Linked DNA regions of Sus scrofa: all the other regions are linked to region 2. Evidence: chromatin contacts called from public Hi-C and promoter capture Hi-C data. All regions are on one chromosome and are shown on one strand. Each heading gives the region's core, a stretch centred on a gene start, on an enhancer-like site or on the middle of the called end of the contact. The rest is flanking DNA. Distances are from core to core; before and after follow the strand shown. Region 1 holds the start of HFE2 (hemojuvelin). Region 2 holds the start of LOC110255273 (histone H2B type 2-F). Region 3 holds the start of SF3B4 (splicing factor 3B subunit 4).

What was found. Promoter capture Hi-C pulls out the DNA fragments that hold promoters and counts their contacts. Hi-C and Micro-C count contacts between places; a contact is called where the count stands out from the background.
Region 1: a contact with region 2 is called in a Hi-C map of liver, with 2.1 times the contacts expected there. The contact joins the promoter of HFE2 here to the promoter of LOC110255273 in region 2. A contact is called at or near these places in 2 of 5 promoter capture datasets (fetal liver and liver), 23 of 47 Hi-C or Micro-C datasets (alveolar macrophages, blood, brain and 11 more) and 2 of 2 datasets of contacts at active chromatin or transcription factors (alveolar macrophages and skeletal muscle).
Region 3: a promoter capture Hi-C map of liver shows a contact between it and region 2, with 3 times the contacts expected there. The contact joins the promoter of SF3B4 here to the promoter of LOC110255273 in region 2. A contact is called at or near these places in 1 of 5 promoter capture datasets (liver) and 4 of 47 Hi-C or Micro-C datasets (blood, heart right ventricle, liver and 1 more).

The regions. Positions count from the first base shown.
Region 1 is chr4:99,325,836-99,329,324 of Sscrofa11.1, forward strand. HFE2 (hemojuvelin) reads left to right here and starts at 2,154. Exons shown (of 4, transcript XM_005663519.3): 1 at 2,154-2,378. The region is part of intron 2 of LOC106510173 (a long non-coding RNA gene); the gene reads right to left.
Region 2 is chr4:99,215,157-99,218,832 of Sscrofa11.1, forward strand. It overlaps LOC110255273 (histone H2B type 2-F), which reads left to right and starts at 1,581. Exons shown (of 1, transcript XM_021089927.1): 1 at 1,581-3,676. The coding sequence starts at 2,719. The coding sequence ends at 3,099.
Region 3 is chr4:99,121,894-99,125,277 of Sscrofa11.1, forward strand. SF3B4 (splicing factor 3B subunit 4) reads left to right here and starts at 1,671. Exons shown (of 6, transcript XM_001926489.5): 1 at 1,671-1,798; 2 at 2,278-2,406; 3 at 2,943-3,384. The coding sequence starts at 1,765. It overlaps MTMR11 (myotubularin related protein 11), which reads left to right. Exons shown (of 17, transcript NM_001243446.1): 17 at 229-916. The coding sequence ends at 375.

The sequences.
Region 1 (3,489 bases), core at 904-3,403, 110 kb after region 2:
GAAGATAAGTTTGTCTCTCCTTTTGTGATGGATAACAGCTGTTGATCATTGCCTACATACAGTAATTCATTAGGAGTTCCAAAATGTTGATATTGTAATCATGCCATTCCTTCTTCATTCACTCATTAGAAAACTTCTATAAAGAGAAAATTTCCCGTCTTGAGTTCCCATAGAAAAAACTAGGATAAATACTTGATTCTTTCCAGTTTCAAAATAATGAGTTGTTCCCCTAGCATTCTCCAGCAATAACAAATGAGTTTGGATGTTTAAGTATCATTGTGAACTCATTTAAATATATCTGACATGTTTAGATCCATTGCAGGTGGTATCCTTTTTCACACTCAAATTGTCCCATCTTTGATCAGAGGGAACTCTTCTAGTTTCTTCTGAGTTCTTTGATAGAAATCTAACAGTCTTTGAAATAGTATTGAGATAGCTCAGTTTGGACACTAGTGGTGTTCATTGCTACTGGGTTATTGCTTCTAGGCCTTTTCAAGATAAAGTTAGGAAATGTTTGAGGATAAAATATAGCCTGTGTACTCTGTAAAACTGTGAGGATATACTGTACATAAAAGTATAGCTATGAGTTATACTTCCAATTTAAATTCAGAATTGTAGCGTTTTTACTTCAATCATAAATCTGTACCTCTTTATGCTACCTCTAAAATCCTGGTTCACAAGAATGTAATTACTCATTTGTTTTATCCCACGATATACCCACAAAGCTTTCAGAATAGCAATACCAACACTACCACCAACATGACTGCTTTAAAATATTTTGCACTTCTTTTTGTCCTTAGAGTAATCTCACTTGGGATTTCATAGTCAACTTATTGTATTTATTTATTTATTTGACTACAGTGACAATGCTGAATCCTTAACCACTAGGCCACCAGGAAACTCCCAAATTATTGTGTTTTAAAGTCACTTGGATAGTTTGGTTGGAGTCATTTTACACTTTTGTAATATAAACCCTTGTGGAGTTCCCTGGTGGCTCAGTAGGTTAAGGATCCAGTGTTGTCACTGCTGTGGCTCAGGTCACCACTGTGGTGAGGGTTTGATCCCTGGCCTGGCCTGGGAACTTCTGCATGCCATGGGTACGGCCAAAACAAAACCCAAAAACAACCCTTGTGATATGGCTTCATGGCATCAAGAGAAAAACTAAAATTTTCAGATACACATGTAAAATAAAGAGAAGAGTGTTCCGTGGGCCTCTAGATTCTGAATTAAGTATAGAGCAAATTAATGCAGATGCATTAGTGACACTATTTGAGGTCGGCCCTTGTGTTAATTTCACTTGGCAAATACTAAGAGGTGATGATGCCTATGGCTGCTAAAATATGACATGGCTAAATTCCTTGACTGCAACATCTTATAAGAGGTCACCAGATTATCTTACTCCACAAAAATATCTTTCTGAATCTCTTTTTCTCTCAGTTTATCTCTCCAAGGTCCTCTCCTCTGTGGATTAATAACCTTCAAATTTTCTATCCCCATTCCTTCTTCTTGCCCTTCCTAGCCTTCTCCCCCCAGCAACTCAGGAGCTTATATTTTTGTGTGTATTTTGGGGAAGAGGAATTGCTGTATAAATAAGGGAATGAAAATGGAGGATGTAGGGTAGACAGCTGCAAGGATCTGAGCTAGTAGACTGAAACAAACCCTCATCCTAAACAACTCAGAGCTCAGATTTCTTCTCTAGACAGCTGGCTGTTTTAGTCCATCTGATTTACTCTGCAAAGATGGGGGGTGGGGGTGCTGTGAACTATCTCTGTTATGGACCTTATTTAAAGTCAGCTACCTCCTAGATGTGTTCTGTAGAAACTAAATGCCATATTTAACATAGCAGGCTTGAAGGTGATGAACAAAATGTATACAATTGTCCATTCTAATTTTTAAAGGTCAAGAGCTCATTTTTAACAATACTTCAGGGCTGCCTGAAGTAGGCACTAACTAGAATTATATAAGCTCAAATTGGACATCTGACTTGATTGTCATATTTCTGCCCCCCTTCCGCACTTGGCACCCTATACTCCATATTCTTTCCAATCCTCCTACCCTCCCCACTCCCCCAACTCCAACACCCTACCCCCACCAATGTTCCTGGAATTTTGGACTTAGCTATTTTTAAAACAGTCAACTCAGTAGCCACCTCCCTCCCCCGCTCAGCTGTCCAGTACTCTGGCCAGCCATATACTCTCCCTTCCCCCCACATCAGACCTTCTCTGGTTCCCTGACCTCAGTGAGATTGCCACCGGTCTGGGGACCTGGGGAAGACATGGAGAAAGAGACGGGGGATCCCCTGGCTGGAGCTGACTGACACAGTAGACAGTCATGGCTGGAGAACTGGATATCAGACTAATATTTGACGTCTGGAAACAGTAAGTCAAAATGAAATTGCAATTCCTTTAATAAGCTTTTGGAGTGAAGTTAGACTTTCATAAAATTAAGACACCTTCTTGGATGTCTCTGGTCTGAAAGCTAGGATCTCTTCCATACTGAGGTGCCCCAGTGTCCATTTCTCCTTCTGTCTTATTTCTTTCTGTTCTCTGGCCATTAGAAGTTTAAATTTCTGTCTCTCCTTTGGGAGTCTTGGCTCTCTCCTCATCTGGTTGCCTCAAGACTACTAGTGAAGTCTCTTTCTTTAGTAGGAGGTTCCCATATCTCCTATTCTGTGGTTTTCTCACCAAGGCCAAATTTAACCTCAGATGATTAGTCACTGCTACCCTTCTACCCTGCTCCTACTTAGTAGTGCCCTTCACGTTGGGCTTCTAAGGGTAGGGCTACTCCTTGTTGTAAATGATTTCTCCCCATGACTCTAGTCTCAGTCATCCTACTCTCCCTCCTACATGACTCTCCCTCAGTCATATCCTTACCCTTGGAGAGGGTAGTTTGGCAAGAGAGAGTTAGTCCCTCCTCAAGCCCCATCCACATCAAAAGACTGAGAACTTCTAAACTTGCAAAGGAAAGATTAATGGAATGAATGATTCTTCAGTAAGGTTTGGAAAAATACAAGAACTGTTGACCCACAACAAACATTGATTTGCATGCTTGGTGTACATCCCATTATTCCATGAGAGAGAGATATAATTTTAGCTCTCTAGAGTATATGAAAGAGATGGGTTCCCTTTTCATTTGAATACTGGTATTCTAGAGAGGGGATGTGTATACCACCTTTACAACTTCTTGCTGAGAATTCTGACACAAAGGAGAAAAAGAAATGAATGACCCCTGGAGAGTATCCCATCCTGATGGGGAAGGGCAAGTAAGAGGTATGTTTCTGAAGTACTTTTCAGATCCTAATTCTATTGGGGAACCCACTATCCACATGATTCCTCTTTTTTTTTTTTTTTTTGACATTTCTGCTGATTGGTAGCTCAGAATGGGGCAATACAGTGGACTCTGCCCCCCCCCCCCCAGTCAATTCAACCTTTCTTCCACCCCCACCTAGGAGTATTGCATAAGGGACCTGAAAGTAGCCACAAAAGCAGG
Region 2 (3,676 bases), core at 331-2,830:
CAGCCCAAGGAAACTTGGAGATATAAAGATAAGTTTCTACTGTGTTTAATGCGCAGAAAATCCTCTCAAAATCACTTTTACTTCATTTTGACTTCAGGAAAATAGTCATTCATATTGACACCATCAAGGTAAGTTTTGAGCCTCTTGGGCCTTTGTTCTCAGGTTTGAGTTTTTCTGTGGTTTGGATGCAATAGTGTTTTTTCAATCAAAGAAGCATGCGATTAAAAGTCTTTATATTAATTATTACAATTTTAAGCATTGGTAACCTTACATAACTGTGGTATTATTACATGCAATTTTCCCAAGCAATTCTTCAAAGCATATGAAATAACTAAAAGGAAAAAGATCTTCAATTTCCTTATAAAGAATAGAAAAGATAAGAAATGTTAAGAATTAGAAAACACTTTATAGAAGAAAATATGCTAGCAACTCAGTAATCAACAAATAATTTATTTGTTTTGACACTTTATTTGAACTTTTAATCTGACTGATAGGCAACTTGACTTTAAAACTATTCACCAGTGTAAAGGAGAAACTAATATTTCTGGTCTTGTGTTCCCTTTAATGCAGCAGGTTAAGGATCTGGTGGTGTCACTGCAGTGGCTGGGGGATCTCATGGCCAAATAAATAAATAAATATTTCTGATCTTACTTTCCCTTACTTAGAAGCGTTTCCTCTATAGGACCTAATTAGCCATTGATGGATTGAGAAGGAGGAAACCGCCTTCCAGGGGAAAATGACAAAAGAAAGGCGGAGAGCTCTACTCTGTAAATTGGTACTGGCCAGCACACAACTTTGGCGAAGTTCTGAATCAGGTAAACGTAAAGTTAAATATGTTTTCTTCAATTGAATATTGTTTTGTCGAACCGCAGTCATAATGTAATACATCTAGTGCGCTTAGCTCAGTGTCAGGAGCTAAATAAATGTTAACTATGGGAGAAGAAATGGAAATGCGGCTGAAACCTAGGGCATGCGTGTATTTCAAAGGAATCGATTAAAATATAAATCCCAAATGTGCAAAAACACTTTATAAGTTGCTGTTTTAAAAGTTACAGCAATTTCAAGAAATGGCCTAAAAAAGAAAATATCTGTGATCGATAAGGTTATAGAAAAGTACGGAGGTAATAAGGAGATTAGCATAACAAGCTTTGCCCAGGATTGAATTCTAGCCAATGAGATAAGAATTCCGGAAATTCCTTATTTTTCTGGCCCAATCAAGATGAGGCTATGTCTATAAATAGGACTGCCTCAGGGTAGGTAAATGAAACCAGTGAGATATTATGGCGCGTACTAAACAGACCGCCCGCAAATCGACCGGGGGCAAGGCCCCGCGGAAGCAGCTGGCCACCAAGGCGGCCCGCAAGAGCGCGCCGGCCACCGGCGGCGTGAAGAAGCCCCACCGCTACCGGCCGGGCACCGTGGCCCTGCGGGAGATCCGGCGCTACCAGAAGTCGACCGAGCTGCTGATCCGCAAGCTGCCCTTCCAGCGCCTGGTGCGCGAGATCGCGCAGGACTTCAAGACGGACCTGCGCTTCCAGAGCTCGGCCGTGATGGCGCTGCAGGAGGCGAGCGAGGCCTACCTGGTGGGGCTGTTTGAAGACACGAACCTGTGTGCCATCCACGCCAAGCGCGTGACCATCATGCCCAAAGACATCCAGCTGGCCCGCCGCATCCGCGGGGAGCGGGCTTAAGGCATTTTTTTTTTACGTAGACTATCTTAAAGGCTCTTTTCAGAGCCACTCACCTTTTCAAAAGGAGCAGTTGTACCACCTCTCAGCCATGTCGGTGGGCTCGTTATGCACAGGTGTTAAGGGTAAAGGGGATCAAGTAATCTTGTATGTGTTGGTGAGGTTACAGAATTAAAGCCGACAGACGCCAGAGGGAGCATCAGGCAAAATCTAGGTCGTCATGGCCAAGTGCTGACGTGATTTCTGAAGTCCAGAGGGCTAAGCTTGCTGCTTACGTGGGAAAACTGCAAGAGGATAGTCTGCTCTACGCAGTTTTTGCTTTATTTTTTTGGAACGCCTTTCAAGCTGCTAGTTAAAAATGTTAGCACAAGTTTGAATACAGAAATTGACAGTAGAAGGCCGGTATTATAACTGGGGGGATCTGGGATCTGGGTTTTCAGATCGACAGCAGTTCTAGGTCTAGGCTGGATGTCAAACACCCGGTAGTTTCCTGGCGTTTCAACTGATAAAAAAGGGCAAGAGACAGTGCTGAGTCCCGAGGTGTCTTCCTCACTGCGTTAAGACAGGAGGCGCAAAAGGTAAAAATAAATATTTAAGTGGGCTGAGGTTTGGTTGCAAAAATCAAAATCAGACTTCCACAAGTGGTATAGCGGAGTAATACGATGCAAAAATAAAATTTAACTTTCCCTTAGCTGGCGCTTCAGATCTCTACGTATACAAGTCAACCAGTAAAAGTTAAAATCAACAAAACAGGTGAAACTACACTTTACATATTTACTGGTTAGTGTGAAATAGAACATTTTGATTGGTTAACAAGACTTTTGTTCTAAGGACCACTAAGGAAGCGAGACCGAACCTTATTTACATGGACTCCACCCTTCTATGACGGCACTGTTGGATATTAACCAATAAACACGCAGTACTGAGTTAGTCTTCATTTGCATACAGGCTCTATAAGTAGCGCGTAACCGACCAGCTTGGATGTAGTCAGCATCATTTTTGTGGGCGCGTGGGCTTTCTTCGTGCAGAAATGCCGGATCCAGCAAAATCTGCTCCTGCTCCTAAAAAAGGGTCTAAAAAGGCTGTAACAAAAGTGCAGAAGAAGGATGGCAAAAAGCGCAAGCGAAGCCGCAAGGAAAGTTACTCTGTGTATGTATACAAAGTGCTGAAACAGGTTCATCCAGACACCGGCATCTCGTCCAAGGCCATGGGCATCATGAACTCCTTCGTCAACGACATCTTCGAGCGCATCGCGGGCGAAGCGTCCCGCCTGGCTCATTACAACAAGCGCTCGACCATCACGTCCCGGGAGATCCAGACGGCCGTGCGCCTGCTGCTGCCCGGCGAGCTGGCCAAGCACGCCGTGTCCGAGGGCACCAAGGCGGTCACTAAGTACACCAGTTCCAAGTAAGGGTGCTCAAGGGACGAAATAGAACATCTACCTTACCCCAAAGGCTCTTTTCAGAGCCACATAACTTATCAGAGAAAGTGGCTGTAAGCACTTGGTTAGAAGGTTGGTCAGATAGTGATCTCGAGTGCATGTGCATTTTTTGGGATTTGGAGTTGAGAGGGAGGTGAAGATGGTCTTTGCTTTTAAAATTGGGATCTTCCTATGAGGCTCGAGGTGCCACCTAGTGGCAGACATCACCTTGCTAGTAACAAATGATTAGTCACCAGGGTGGTCCCTATCTAGTCCTCAGTGGGAGCTTTAAGTAGAGAGCTGGCCGGGCTTTCCTCTTACCACTTCATCCCTTTGTCCCTAAATGTCTCAAGTCCTTTGTTGAGTAGTAAACAAGCTGGGATTTATTTTATCCTATCACACAGAGTCCTCAATTAACTAGTCCCAGCTACTAAGGTTTTACTCAGTTTTCAATACACACCTTTCAAACTTTCTCCTATATAGCCACATGCTTTAGTATGCAAGTTGGCCTACCTGTAAATCTCAACATAGCCATCCTTCCCTAACTTCCTTCTAGCCCAGTGACCCT
Region 3 (3,384 bases), core at 421-2,920, 93 kb before region 2:
TGGAAAGGCAGTGGGCTGGGGATTGGGAAGTGAGGTACCATTCCTGTTGGGATCAAAGTGGAGAGGTATGGGAGTGTGGGGGAAATGCTTGTGGCTTATATCAAGTGGAACCTAAGGCATAGTTGGAGTAGGAAAGAATTAAGGATGCCAGAAGTAGCAGACAGAACTTAGAAGCAGAGCTAGAGCTGCAATAATAGTCCTCTCTGCCTCTCTTCACCCCCTCCCCAGATGGGCCTCTCAGCTCCCACAATCGCTGGCCTCCAGGATGAGCTATCCCATCTTCAGGAGTTATTAAGGAAATGGACACCAAGAATATCTCCTGAGGATCACTCCAAGAAAAGAGATCCAAATACCATTCTTTCCCAATCCCACTGAAATTGCTGGCTCTCTCATGGGCGGGGCAGAGAGTGGTCTGGGGTGAGGGAGAATTCTGTCTAATCCTTCAAATCTTATCTGGTTTTACTCCCTCAGCTTTCATATGCCAGCCTTTAAACAAGCTCACTGACTTGAGTTTCCATAGCTGATAGGTGGCTAACCTTATCCAACTCTTACCCTATCCTTCTTGGTTTAAATAGTTTCTTGTGACCTGAAGAATTAAAGAAACAAAACCAACAAAACCAATCCGGAATATGATTGCCCTTTTTTCATGCATTCCAACCCTTTTGGATGGAAATTTTGGATACTGAGCTGGTAAATTGTGAGGTCAGAGAAACAATTTGTCAGTGCCAACAAGATGGCCTACAGACCTCCTTCTCACCTCCCCCTGCTGCTCCTTTGATTCCAATTTCTATTTCTTCCCTTAAAGTTTTCTCTGGGTGTGGTGTGGCTATGGGAGACACCCAGTCTTTTCCAATTGTATATTTTTGTAACGGCATTTCTATTTAAGGAGTTCATTAAATCACAGTATTTATACACACTGCTGGCATTGTTTCTTGTGTCTGAATAAAGGAACCTAGGTAAGATAGTGATGGTGTGACTCAAGAGAGGAAGATACAGACCGAATTACTGCTAAGGAAATAAGGGGATGGTTCAGGTGAAGCTCTGCAGAATTCATAGTTTGGGTTCTCCCTGTGGTGCTGATGTGGCAAAAACAGACCCAGACGTTGTTGTTGGGGCTGGGGTGTGCTCTGGGGGTTGAGACCAAAGCCTCTGGACTTCAGTGTTAACCACTCTTCAGCGCTGGTCACACACACTCCCATCTCTGAGCCTCTGGTTCCCGTCACCCCCAATGCAATACTGACTAGGCAAGCTCAACGTCACTCCAGCTCAGACATTCCGCAATCCCTTCCCTGAGGAAAAATGAAAGCCCAGGCCAGGACTATGGGGCCCCATCTGTCCAAAGGCTGCGGGCCGGGGTGGACAGCTGCCTCCACGCCTTGGGCAGAAGACCCTTCTCTGGGAATCAAAGGAGGCCACAAAATATACGAAAAATATTGTTCTCTTAGCTCCTGAATTGACATTTTTGGGAGCAGCGTGATCCTTTAACTTCAAGCACTGCCTTAGGGCGTTTGAGAGATTCCGATCCGCGTTCCCCGCCCTAACCTGTCAGAGCGGCACTTCAACACAAAACCAAAGACCGCGGAACACGGTAACACCAATCACTTCAAGTCTCAGCGGCTCCTAAAATGGCCGCGGCCGCTTCCGGCTCCTCCCCTGCATAGGCCCCGCCCACCGCCTCTACGTCCGCCTTCGCCCCGGAAGTGGAAGTAGTACTGCGGTCAGGAGGCGGTATCGCTGCCTGGAGACGGCGGGAGGTCTTTCGCCATGGCTGCTGGGCCGATCTCCGAGCGGAATCAGGGTGAGTGGAGGGCACAAGTCCGGGATGGGCCCAGGGGAGTTTGGGGGATCTCGGGTTACAGCCAGCAGTGTTTCCGCCAGGGCGGGAGATTGGAGCATCCCAAAAGGCGCTAGACCGGCCTGATGCCTGCTGGGGCGGGATGGACGGGTGCCCAGAGGCTGAGGCCTGTAGGTGTGATGTTGTCTATGTCCCATCCCCTGCTGCCTTCCCACTCACGCACACAAAAAATTACAAAGAGAATGTGCGCCAGAACTTTAAATTATATTTAAGAAGATTTTGTATTACCTGGAATGGAGGGCGGTGTAGGGGTATAAGCTAACGTCTTTTTTTTTTTTTTTTTTTTTTTTTCTTTTCTTTTTCTCTTTGCTCCAATACCCCATCTCCACCCGCAACTCCACCGCCTGGGTTCCGACTTCATGTTCCCGTCACCTCCTTATTTCCTCTCATCTCTGTCCTAACCTCCTAACCCTGTCCTCCAGATGCCACTGTGTACGTGGGGGGCCTCGATGAGAAAGTTAGCGAACCACTGCTGTGGGAACTGTTTCTCCAGGCAGGGCCAGTAGTCAACACCCACATGCCAAAGGATAGAGTCACTGGTCAGCATCAAGGTGAGTACATGGCAAGAAGTGCAGTTATTTTTCATTTAATTTATTTTTTGGTCTTTTTGTCATTTCTAGGGCCGCTCCCGCGGCATATGGAGGTTCCCAGGTTAGGGGTTGAATCGGAGCTGTAGCCACTGGCCTATGCCAGAGCCACAGCAAGGTGGGATCCGAGCGGCGTCTGCAACCTACACCACAGCTCACTGGCAACGCCGGATCCTTAACCCACTGAGCAAGGGCAGGGATCGAACCCACAACCTCATGGTTCCTAGTCGGATTCGCTAACCACTGAGCCACGACGGGAACTCCCAAGAAGTGCAGTTATGTTTTGAGGAAACAAACTGCTCCTGGAAGGTCCCGGCAGTATTCACAACTGTTTGGAATAAGCAAGCTAAAGTTTTCTTTCTCTTAAACTCAGTTTGTTTCTGGAACCATTCTCAGTTGAAGTAGGATTATTTTTTCTTGTTCTTTGTACTTTAGAAGGTGAGTTATACCTCATTTTGAATCGCTTCACTTAAGTTAACTCTTCTTTTCCATTTCCCTAGGCTATGGTTTCGTGGAGTTCTTAAGTGAGGAAGATGCTGACTATGCCATTAAGATCATGAACATGATCAAACTCTATGGGAAGCCGATACGGGTGAACAAGGCATCAGCTCACAACAAAAACCTGGATGTGGGAGCCAACATTTTCATTGGAAACCTGGACCCAGAAATTGATGAGAAGTTGCTTTATGATACTTTTAGCGCCTTTGGGGTCATCTTACAAACCCCCAAGATAATGCGGGACCCTGACACAGGCAACTCCAAAGGTTATGCCTTTATTAATTTTGCTTCATTTGATGCTTCGGATGCAGCAATTGAGGCCATGAATGGGCAGTACCTCTGTAACCGCCCAATCACTGTGTCCTATGCCTTCAAGAAGGACTCCAAGGGTGAGCGCCATGGCTCAGCAGCTGAACGACTTCTGGCAGCACAGAACCCACTCTC